3 separate regions of the Mus musculus genome follow, and regions 1 and 3 are each linked to region 2. Evidence: chromatin contacts called from public Hi-C data. All regions are on one chromosome and are shown on one strand. The core of a region is the stretch at or near the end of the contact, and the rest is flanking DNA. Distances in the headings are between cores, read along the strand shown. Region 1 has its middle 44 kb from the start of Gm40909. Region 2 overlaps Slc22a23 (solute carrier family 22, member 23). Region 3 holds the start of Fam50b (family with sequence similarity 50, member B).

The links. Hi-C and Micro-C count contacts between places; a contact is called where the count stands out from the background.
Region 1: a contact with region 2 is called in a Hi-C map of liver, with 4 times the contacts expected there. The contact joins two enhancer-like sites. A contact is called at or near these places in 4 of 484 Hi-C or Micro-C datasets (liver and nephron progenitors) and 2 of 115 datasets of contacts at active chromatin or transcription factors (the NIH/3T3 cell line and pancreatic cancer cells).
Region 3: a contact with region 2 is called in a Hi-C map of liver, with 3 times the contacts expected there. The contact joins the promoter of Fam50b here to the enhancer-like site in region 2. A contact is called at or near these places in 2 of 39 promoter capture datasets (both in liver), 2 of 484 Hi-C or Micro-C datasets (both in liver), 1 of 115 datasets of contacts at active chromatin or transcription factors (pancreatic cancer cells) and 1 of 9 other capture datasets (embryonic stem cells).

The regions. Positions count from the first base shown.
Region 1 is chr13:34,548,277-34,551,779 of GRCm38.p6, forward strand. No RefSeq gene overlaps it. Among named protein-coding and RNA genes, the nearest start is that of Gm40909, 44 kb to the left of the region's middle. Within about 2 kb of position 2,040, at least 4 of the 459 cell types and tissues checked have an H3K27ac peak or open chromatin away from gene starts, as enhancers often do. A contact at or near this core is called in liver, where this site is marked.
Region 2 is chr13:34,288,608-34,292,386 of GRCm38.p6, forward strand. The region is part of intron 3 of Slc22a23 (solute carrier family 22, member 23); the gene reads right to left. Among named protein-coding and RNA genes, the nearest start is that of Slc22a23, 55 kb to the right of the region's middle. RefSeq lists an enhancer at 1-1,886. Within about 2 kb of position 1,899, at least 31 of the 459 cell types and tissues checked have an H3K27ac peak or open chromatin away from gene starts, as enhancers often do. A contact at or near this core is called in liver, where this site is marked.
Region 3 is chr13:34,733,128-34,736,431 of GRCm38.p6, forward strand. It overlaps Fam50b (family with sequence similarity 50, member B), which reads left to right and starts at 1,723. Exons shown (of 2, transcript NM_001382856.1): 1 at 1,723-1,781.

The DNA of each region.
Region 1 (3,503 bases), core at 790-3,289, 260 kb after region 2:
ATGAAGCTGGCTTTGCAGGCATGCAGAGAGGAGGAGTTAGGGTCATGGGGACTGGTGCCAAGGTTTCAGAGAAAATCCTGAGGCCAAGCTGTCTATAGCAGGGTCAGATTCCATTCATAGAGACCCCAAGAGATCAATGCATTAAGCTGCAAAGGTGAAATGTAAGTTCTAATGGCTACCCCAGGATGTCAGAGATAACAAGAATATCTCAAGGAAACCTACAGGCCCTGAGTGACACTGGCTCAAAAGAGAATTCATGTGTGCTGCAGATGGCAGGTCCCTGGGAACAGGGCTACCTAAGTCTGTTGGAGTTCAGGAGATGCCACCACTTTCACTTTGCTCTGGCTTTAATGTTTGTTCTTCTGGGTTATACTCTTGCTTTGGTCAAATATTTCCTGGACCCCATTCCTGTCTTTCAGAATGAGAATGTTTACTTGGTGCTCTTGTGTGTTAGAATTTCTTTTACCCCTCACTGGGACTCACAGCTAAGAGACTGAATTCTTAGAAGACACTTTGAACTTTGGAGTGTTCAGTAGTGTTAAGACTTGCGGGCTATTTTAAAATAGAAATTAATGTGATTTTCATCATGAGATGGCAATGAACCCATGTGGACTGGAGATAGAATAACATTGGCCAAATGAATATAAAATATTACCTACCGGCTCATGTGTTTGAACATTTGGTTCCCAACTGATAGCACTGCTTTGGGAGGTTTTGGAACCTTCAGGATATATGGCTTAGCTGACAGGACCTTGTCATGGTCGGCAGGGCTTGAAGGCTCCAGCCTGAGCTTTCTATTTCCTTGTCCAGCTGCCATGTGAGGGGCTCCATCTCACTCGCCCAACACTATGGAGATGCTCTGCTTTGCCACTTTCATGATGAACTGAACCAAAATAAATCTTTCCTTCGTATTGTCTGGTCCCTTGCCACTACGATAGGCAAGCAATACATTTTGCTTCTGGCAATCATGCACAATGGGCCAGTTCTCCACATATGTTCATAAACCCTGCCTAGGTAACTTATAAAGAAGTCTTCTATAAAGAATCATATCCCTTGAGCTACACGTCCTCATTCATCCAATACAAGCTACTCACTGGCTATGGGTCATTGGCTGCCTCCTACCCAATGTAGGAGATTAAATTGAGGGTCTCTCAAGCGCTGGTGAAGCACTCTACCCCTGAACTACACTCTCCATGTAGTAAAGCTCAACTGTACTATAGAAACTTGTGAGGCAGACTAGATGTGAAAACAAGAATGCTTTCAACAAGCATCATTGACTAGTTCTGTAGTTGGTATGATACAGAGAAATACAGAAGATATAATTGTAGCCCTCGGCAAGAGCATTGAATTCTGGCTTATCCCACAGCCTAGCTCCCTGTCTGAGTAGTTTTATGGTATCCTTGTTTGCTTTCTGTTTCTGTGATAAAACACTGGCCAAAAGCAACTTGGAGAAGAAAGGGCTTAATTAACTTACAGGTTACTGTCTACCATGGGGGAAAGCTAAAGCAGGAATTCAAGGCAGGAGTCTGGAAGCAGGAACTGAAGCAGAGACCCTGGAGGAACACTGCTTACTGGCTAGATTCTCATGGCTTGCTTAGCCTGCTTTCTTACACAACTCAGGCTCACCTGCCCACAAATGGCACCACATATAGTGGGCTGGGCTCTCCCACATCAATGAACAACCAACAAAACGCCTCTCAGATGTACCCAAAGCTAACCCTGAAGGAGACAATTCTTCAGTTGAGTTTCCCCCTTCCCTAGTGTGTCAAGTTGATAATTATGATAATTTAGAAATGAATAGAAACTTGGTTCATCTCCCTACTCAAATGGTTCATTTGTGGTTCTGTTTTGTGGCCATTCTACCTCTGCCTTATACTGAATTTATGACAAAAACATAGCCTTCCAGAGGCTGAAAAGAAAATGAAAATGCTTTGATACTTAAAAAGTGCACAGTTAAATGCACTTTTCCAAGACTGTATCTGACTCCCTGGGATATGACGCATACAAATGTATCCTCAGGTTTCTTCCCCTATTGGCATGTGACAGCTGTGGTTGGTCTTACAAATCTTGTCAAACAGTGGTTACAAAACCTGAGACACATTTATCTTATCTCCTGGACCAAAAAAAAAAAAAAAAAAAAAAAAAAAATCAATTCAGTGCTTGTTGGAGAAACTCCATTTTATTTGATATCAGGAAAGTGAGTGTTTCAGTCCACAAATTTTATTTCCTCCATCAAAGCATGCAAGGCAGAATCCTTGTGGGTGACTTTAAAACTAACATTCCCTTTGGGAAGGAGTTGGAGATCTTTGCTTTAGATAGAGAGAAAAGTTCGATCTTCAAGACCAGCCAACCTTCCAGGGCCTCTCCCTCCCATCCTAATGCAATCGTGTGTCTGTGTAGCACAGACAGCTGTTTACACAGATAATATTTACTCAGGGCAGAAGATCAAGAAGATTCCTTTCCTATCAGACATCTGGAAATGTACGCAAACTTACCAGCAATGTTTGCAGATCTTGCAGAGGTCTAAAACAAAATGTGGCGGGTCTTTTTGTTCTCAGTTGTTTCCCTTGCTCTCTGCTCTTAGCCCTTAGCTGACAGTGATGATCAAGCTACAGAATACAGAATTGTCATGCCTTCCATCAGGAATCTGAATACCAAAGACGCTTTCTTGGGATAGGCAGGGTCCAGCCTTACATGTGGTTGCATAACAGAAGGCAGGGGAGGGAAACAGCAATAGTAAAAGGTTTCTGAATGTGCAACAGTGAAAATTAGTTCCAAGTCAACTAACACAACGAACCCAAGATGTTTCTGATAGTGCTTGCCCATCTTGCATTATGTGACTTCACAGCCTCCTTGGTTCTTATGGCACAGCATATAGTCAATCCCAGGCCAGAAGTCTTCTACTGAAATTACAGCGGTTCTTCCTAGTTGAATGTTCCTGGCTTTCATTCTCTCCCATCCTTTCAAAGCACACCTATGATACAGATTCTCTCTTATGAATCAATTCTCTGAAGAAGCTGAATTTTTGGTAGTTGTGTTTTCAATAATAATTTTAGTATATTGCACTCTGTGTTTTTTATGCATTTCTTTTTATTAATTGGATAATTTCTTGTAATATTATTTTCTTTTTTAATATTTTTATTAGGTATTTTCCTCATTTACATTTCCAATGCTATCCCAAAAGTCCCCATACCCTCCCCCCAACTCCCCTACCCACCCACTCCCACTTTTTGGCCCTGGCGTTCCCCTGTACTGGGGCATATAAAGTTTGCAAGTCCAATGGGCCTCTCTTTCCAGTGATGGCCGACTAGGCCATCTTTCGATACATATGCAGCTAGAGTCAAGAGCTCTGGGGTACTGGTTAGTTCCTATTGTTGTTCCACCTATAGGGTTGCAGTTCCCTTTAGCTCCTTGGGTACTTTCTCTAGCTCCTCCATTGGGGGCCCTGTGATCCATCCAATAGCTGACTGTGAGCATCCACTTCTGTGTTTGCTAGGCCCCGG
Region 2 (3,779 bases), core at 649-3,148:
GAGCATGAGTTCTTAACAGCTTTTCCCTAAAGCAGGACTTTGAAAATACAAACAAAACAAGCTTGGTGCTGCTTAAGTAAAACTGCTTTCAGCAGCTTTTCCTGAACTGGGAGCGCTACTCTCACACCGGCCACTTTACAGAGAACGTCCACTGTCATCCCTCTTAGTAAGTCAGACAACCCTTTAGGTCAAAGCATAATGAATGGTTGCCTTAAAAATATGGCACATATTTTGTAAGTTAATATTTTAAAAATATAGAAAAGGAAGCGAGTCATGGTGAATGCCTGTAATCCCAGCACTGCACAGTTGAGGGGTGAGGATGCTGTAAACAAAAGCCCATTCCAAGCTACAGAGCTAGACCCTGTCTCTGAAATTGTATAACACAGACAGACAGACAGACAGACAGACAGACAGACACACACACACACACACACACACACACACACACATTCAACGTGCTGGTGGAGGTTGCAGGGAAGTGAGGACTATAGCTCAGTGGTAAAGCACTGGTTTGATACAATTAAAGCCCTGGGTCTACACCCCACCCCACCCCACCCCTAATCCCCAGTATCACAAATAAAATAAAATAAAATAAAATAAAATAAAATAAAATAAATATGGAGGAAATGGATGACTGGAATATTTACGACACTAAGGATCAATAATTTAGGGAATGAAGTAGAGCTGCTTTGAATATATGGAAACTTAAAAGTAGCTACTTCTGCTTTCTTCTGTACTTTTATAAGTTGGTTCATGATTAGTGATATTATGCTGGCCCAGGAGAATGTTTCTAGATTTTAAAGTGTTAGAACTCTTACCTCTTACACACACACACACACACACACACACACACACACAAACTTGGGGGGCTAAAAGGGGCAATTACAAAGCAAATTCATTCTCTCTCTCTCTCTCTCTCTCTCTCTCTCTCTCTCTCTGCACACCTCAGTGAGCCTGCTTTGCACTGCTAAGCTGGGGACTCCCCTTAGCCCAGTCTCTTTTCTCACCTAGAGTCCCATGCCTGCTGTGAGCCAAAGAAGCCCTCACCCACAGGTCCTGGGAGAGGAGGAGCAGCTGGTTGTCTCCATGGAGGAATCCTGCCTTCAGCAGAATAGTGTCACTCTCTGTCTTGTCACTGGGTGCACACACACTAGCTAAGGACAAACACATCTTGATGACTGCCTTCATCCTCTCCACCATCTGCATGAGTTCTCAGAGGTGAGAAAACTGACTCATTCAAGACAACTAGAGAGCAGTAGGCTTGGGTTAGGGACCAAATGATGGCTAGATCCAGCTCTTTATGAGCTGCTTACAAGAAGTCGTGCATGTGTGTGCATCCTTGGGTGCACGTAGGAGAGAAGCAGGTAATGAGCATGGTGATTTGTCATACATTGCCTTTGAGTGTGGACAACACAACATCAACCAAAAATACAACTGCACCTGGGCTATGTGTCTAGATGTCTAGGAAGCACATAGGAATGTGCTTTAGGGACCTGAAGGAAAAGTCATTATTGACATACCTTATAATCCAGTTTTCTTCTACCCAATAATAACAAACAATGGTTAATATAAAAAATTATCCTTCTGTACAAAGATGTGGATGAGTCACATTAAGTATAAATTATGACTCTTAAGAATGGTTGAAGTGGTAAAACTTTTGAGATATATATATATATATATATGTTTTGCAAAAGTTGAAAAGGATTGTAAGCTACTTAGCAAGACATACGACACAAGAACAAGGTAATATTCTGAGGCTGACAGGAATTACACCCTATGCTTAAAGTATTTCACATTAAATCACTAAACTGAATTAAAGCTGCCTTTGCCACAGTTACCCCTGACATACCAGGCATTTATTGCTTCATCCAAAGGACACTGTTCCGTGTCTTGCATCATTGGAAAACATGCTGCCCCTTCCTTGCCTCCCTGTTTACCAGCTTATCTGACTCACCAGTAGCTTCTGAGGGCATTCCTTCCTGGCTTGCTCAACCAGTTCTTCACCTGCACCCATGACTCCCCCACACTCTGGTCCCTAGGTGATCTCAACTATGTTCACAGCCTTCAGCTCCTACTTTATGCTGAGGACCCACATTCCTTGTTGCTGAGACTCTGAATTGTGAAGCACTTACTAAAACAAACCTGGAAGATGCTCTTAGGGAACCACCTTCCTAAAACACAAGCCATCATCTTCTCTTCTCACACTCCAAAAGAGAAAGAGTGGTCAGTAGCTCCAAACTCAGTAGGACTTGGAATCAAATTTTGAATCTCTCACACTTTGTGGGAAAACACATATGCATGTATGCATACCCATGCACACATCTATCCAGGTACAAGCAGATATGTGCTCATCTTTCTGTGTTCTTCTCAGACTTCAGATTCCACCTTGCCCAAGCCCTGGCCTTGATTTACCTCCTCTTCCTTACACAGATACTGCAGCAGGCTCCCAGTTCCTAGCTTGGCCTGCAATGTTGGCCTGCTTACATCTGCAACCTGAGTGATTCCTCTAAATCAAACATTGAAAGGGTTTCCTCTCTTGCTTGGGCTACTTTATTGACTTGCTATCCTAAGTTCATGGAGGACAGAATTTTTGTGTGGTGCCCCAGACTACTTCTCAGGTTTTGCTAGTCATGATCCAGACTCCAGACAGGTTCTAATGACCTTCGGTATCCAAAACACAGTAGGCTCCAGCCAAACTCTAATGATCCACAGTATCCAGAAGGCACTAGGCTCCTCTGGTCTTTAAGAACCTTCATTAGATAATGAACACGAAAGCCAAAGCTCACGAGTTTCTTTCTGGTGCTAATGCTCTTAGTGCAATCAGAATACATTCCTGATCTTCCCTTCTTAAACTCTGAGTGTCCTGGGAGACAGGAAATTGTGTGCCTATACAACCTCAGAGCCTAATGGTGCCTAGGGTTTAATATATACCCAAATTGACAAGTTACTATTTCCCTGGCCCTCAAATGTTTAACAAGGAAGGAATAAAGGAAGAAGTAGCTTTTACGTGAGTTGCCAAAAAAAAGAATTATTTGAAATAGAACAAATCTGACATGGCACAGTGATTTGAATAAGAGTCATTAACAGAGCAGTTCTATGGCATTATATAATTTAAAGTGTATGCCTCTCTTCTCAGGCAAATGAATGATTTAATTTCATTAACAGTTAAACTTGGCAAACCAGGTATGGTCTCACTTTCCCCGTATATGTTTGAATGTTTTCAAGAAGCCTGGAACTCTTTATTTGTTTTCAAAGGGATTGATTTATTCCATTATTTTACTTTCATTCTAGGGTGGGGGCTAGGGGTTGTTGTCTGAGAGTTTGTCCCACATTACTTTCTTATAATCCCAAACTCTTTCTAGGAATTTCAGCCTCATCTCTGTGTCCTGCCCTGTCCTGTCCTGCCCTGCCCTGTCCTGTTCTGTCCTGTCCTGTCTTTGCAGGTGAGAACAGGGAATCCTGGAGGGTATAACAGGATCCCAAGATTTTCCTAAACCAGTAAATGTCCAGTGAGGAAGGAAAATGCAGATGGGGCAGGTGAGGCCAGGCTGTTGACAGGAAAGCAAGGGCTTAGACCACAGAAAGACAAACTGTTAACCATTAATCCCACCCAGTCACTTCACCTTGTCTCAGCTGGCCTTTGTAGCCACTCCATGTGACCTCCACCTCCGCAGGATGGAATTCTGCCAATGCTAGTGGTTGAATTTAGGATTCTAAGGTTGTGAAATACTCAAACTGGAAGGGTTTCTCTGCGTTTTTGTTCTTCCTAACCTTCCCCC
Region 3 (3,304 bases), core at 473-2,972, 440 kb after region 2:
CCCACCCCCTTTCCTCCATATTACCTGACAATTTGGAGGCTAAGGTGAAAGTTGGCATCAGCATTTTATTTTCAAACTATCATTCTTTCTAATCTGGGTAAGCTCTCTCTGAGCAGACAGCTGAGCCTGCCTCAATTGTCTTATTACCTCCCGCGGGAGCAGTGAAATTTCTGCCTGTCTTCCATATAATCCTGTTCGGTACACACAGCGCTTTCAGGGACTTCAGTATATTCTCTGGTCCATCAGCCATTCTAAGGCAGTCCCTATATATACTCCCTTGATGGGCCACATTCATTAGGGAAATATATCAGCCCATAAGACAGTGCTACCAGGATCGATCCCATGGATTTCCCTTACTTTCCCCTAAGGCAACTTGCTCAGTCTGAGTATCATGTCTTATCAACCAATAGCAGAACGGGGCCCGTGCTGCTACAGCAAAGAGGCATACTGCTCCATACCACATGGAGAAGAACCTATACTACACAAATGCCCCACTCTTAGATAGCTTAGTTTTAGTCTCATCACCCAGAAGGAAAATACAACGGCTTTTCCCAAAATTATCCCTTACCAGATGGATGCCTAACAACCATCAGAAGCTCGATCAAATGGAGGCAAACATGCTCATGTCTGGCTATTATGATTGCAGCGCAGGACATAGCTGCTGGGCTGGACATTTTACAGTGGGCATCAGACTGAAAAGAGAAATAGCCCAGGAAAGAACATGGCAATTAGTAAGCCTTCCTGTGAATATAACCAGCTCACCAAGCAGACTCAGGGGACAGAGACTAAGAGATTCGAGGGCAAGACCCCTCAGTAGGAGTGTCAAGATTAAAATGTTGTTAGTCATTGTGGTATTGGGTGGCTTCCAGGAATGTATCCAACAGCTATTTAAAGAGCACTTTAAAGAATTGAGTCATGGTGTAGCATATCCACTGCTAATGGAGGCTGAGGCAGGAAGATTGGAAGTTAGAGGCTAGCCTGGGCTGCATAGGAAGACTCTGTCTCAAAAACAAAAACAAAAACACAGCAAACAAACAAAGAAGAACATTTCATAGAAATTTGAAATCCCTTGAAATTGAGTAGCTCACACATGAAAGAAATTACTAGGTTTCTTGCCCCAGTTAGAGGGCTTTTGTAGAGTTTCCCCATATTCAATAGTTTTAAGACAACACCACACTGAAGTTGTGAGCTCTGAAATATTTTCTCTTTTTTTTTCTATTTATTTATTTATTGAGGAATAAAGTTCTATCATTTTATATCCTTATAAAATTTTGAAATTAAAAAGCTTTTCTAAAACCTGAAAGTTATTCTGATCAACCATACTATACCACATGCAAAATGGAGTCAGAGCTTTCTGTCTCCTCTGTAGCTAAGATCACTAATGAGTTATTGTATGAAAAGGCAATAAAATCATGCTGTCTGGAGAGTGCCAATACTTTCAGACTAGTGTATCACGTAAACTCTTTAGTAACAACCTACACACAAAAATTTAATCTGTAATAATCAAAGGCCCAAGTGAGCAACGACAGTCCAGGAAAACTTCATGGGAGGATTGCATTTCAGTTGTCAGGAGATCAGACGCTGGCAGCAGGACTGCATCCATCAGTCAGTCCAAGTCGGCAGTTATACATGACCACCACCTGATTGGCCCAATCTCTGTCCTGATTGGTTAGAGCCTGCCCTAGCAGTTGGCCAATGTTTTGCATATTTTCTGTGTCAGTTAGAACAAACAATATTCGCAAAAGCACCAGAAGGAAGAGTCTTGGCTCATACATCAAAAGGTGAGGGGACTGGCTTGAATCCAGCTGGGGCAGATGTGGGAGGTACAGCTCTTTAAACTCGAGTAAAACCAATTGTGAAGGGAGTTGAATGTTAGAGGAAAGGAATTTGTCCATTATCCTGCAAGCAGGGGAGACTAATGAGCCCTATCGGTGACATAATATCAACATTTTTATTGTAATTTAGGAATCACAAACTAGCAGGAAGGAGGAAGATGCCTTAAAGGGCTATGACATATGCACTAGGAAAATAGAAATTGGGGCTTGTTCTCTCTATTGGTTGCTTTTCACTGCTGTGTCAAAAGCAACCTAAGGAGGAGGAAAGGGTTTATTTTGATTGACTGTTTGACTCACATTTAATCCTGACAGCAAGTTGGCAGAAGCACGGAGTCATGTTGTTTCTGTAGTCAGAAAGCCGAGCAAGATAAGGACTGCGTTCATCTGCCTTTCCCTATTTCTCCTTTCTACTAGGTCTGAGACTCACGCCCATGGGCATGGTAAGGCCATGTTCAAGATGGTTTGTCTTTCCTCAGTTAAATCTTTCTGAAAATACTCCCACCAGACAACATGCCAAGAGCTGTGTATCCTAAGGTTCCAAATCCTGTTAGTTGACAAGATTAACCATTACATGAGTCTCACCTCCTTAACTCAGGTCTGATACTGTTAGCTTATAGTACTGAAAGCATACTGAAGGCTTCTTGTCTCTGCTAGATTGCTCTGAACTCCTCTTTTCTGCCACTGCAGCAGTAGGTGGTTATAGCCAAGTGTCTTCATGCTGGGTACCTGAGGATGTCTGTTCTCTCTCTCTCCCCCCCCCCTCTCTCTCTCTCTCCCTCCCTCCCTCCCTCCCCCTCTCTCTCTCCCTCTTTCCTCTCTCTCTCTCCCTCTCTCCCTCCCTCTCTCTCTCTCTCCCTCTCTCTCTCCCTCTCCCCCCCCTCTCTCTGACTACTCCAATGCAGAGGCAGTAAACTTGACATATAGAACTGTTGATACCCAGAGTGACTATCAGCCACAGAGACTAGGAAGGAGGACTTAGATAAATGCTTTCTTCATCCCATGGTGCTGGAATTTATTTCAGAGGGCTCCCCAGAGTTCCTATAGTATCTAGCATTTCTGTCCTCTAGACTTGGAGTGGAATGTGTTGGTCCCAGATTGACACTTCTAGATTGCAGTAGAATGTTGAAGTTGTGGGACCTAATGGGGACTGTGAGACACTGGTGCCCTTCTCTTTCTCTCTGCTTCCTGGCTGTCCTGTCATAGCTTCCTCTGCTATGCACTCCTGCTATGACATACTGCTTCACTACAGCCTCCAAACAGTGAGGTCAATTGACCATAAGGTGAAGCTCTCAGAAATATGAGTCAAAGTAACCTCACTCCCCACATAAGCTCTCATCTCAGGCATGTTGTTACAGTATCGGAAAGCTGACTGACTGAAATACAGTCTATTGACACTACGATGTCATTGTCTCTTTATAAGGTAATGCTTTTGTGATCTTATCTTCAGAGAAAACAAAAGGTTCCAATTC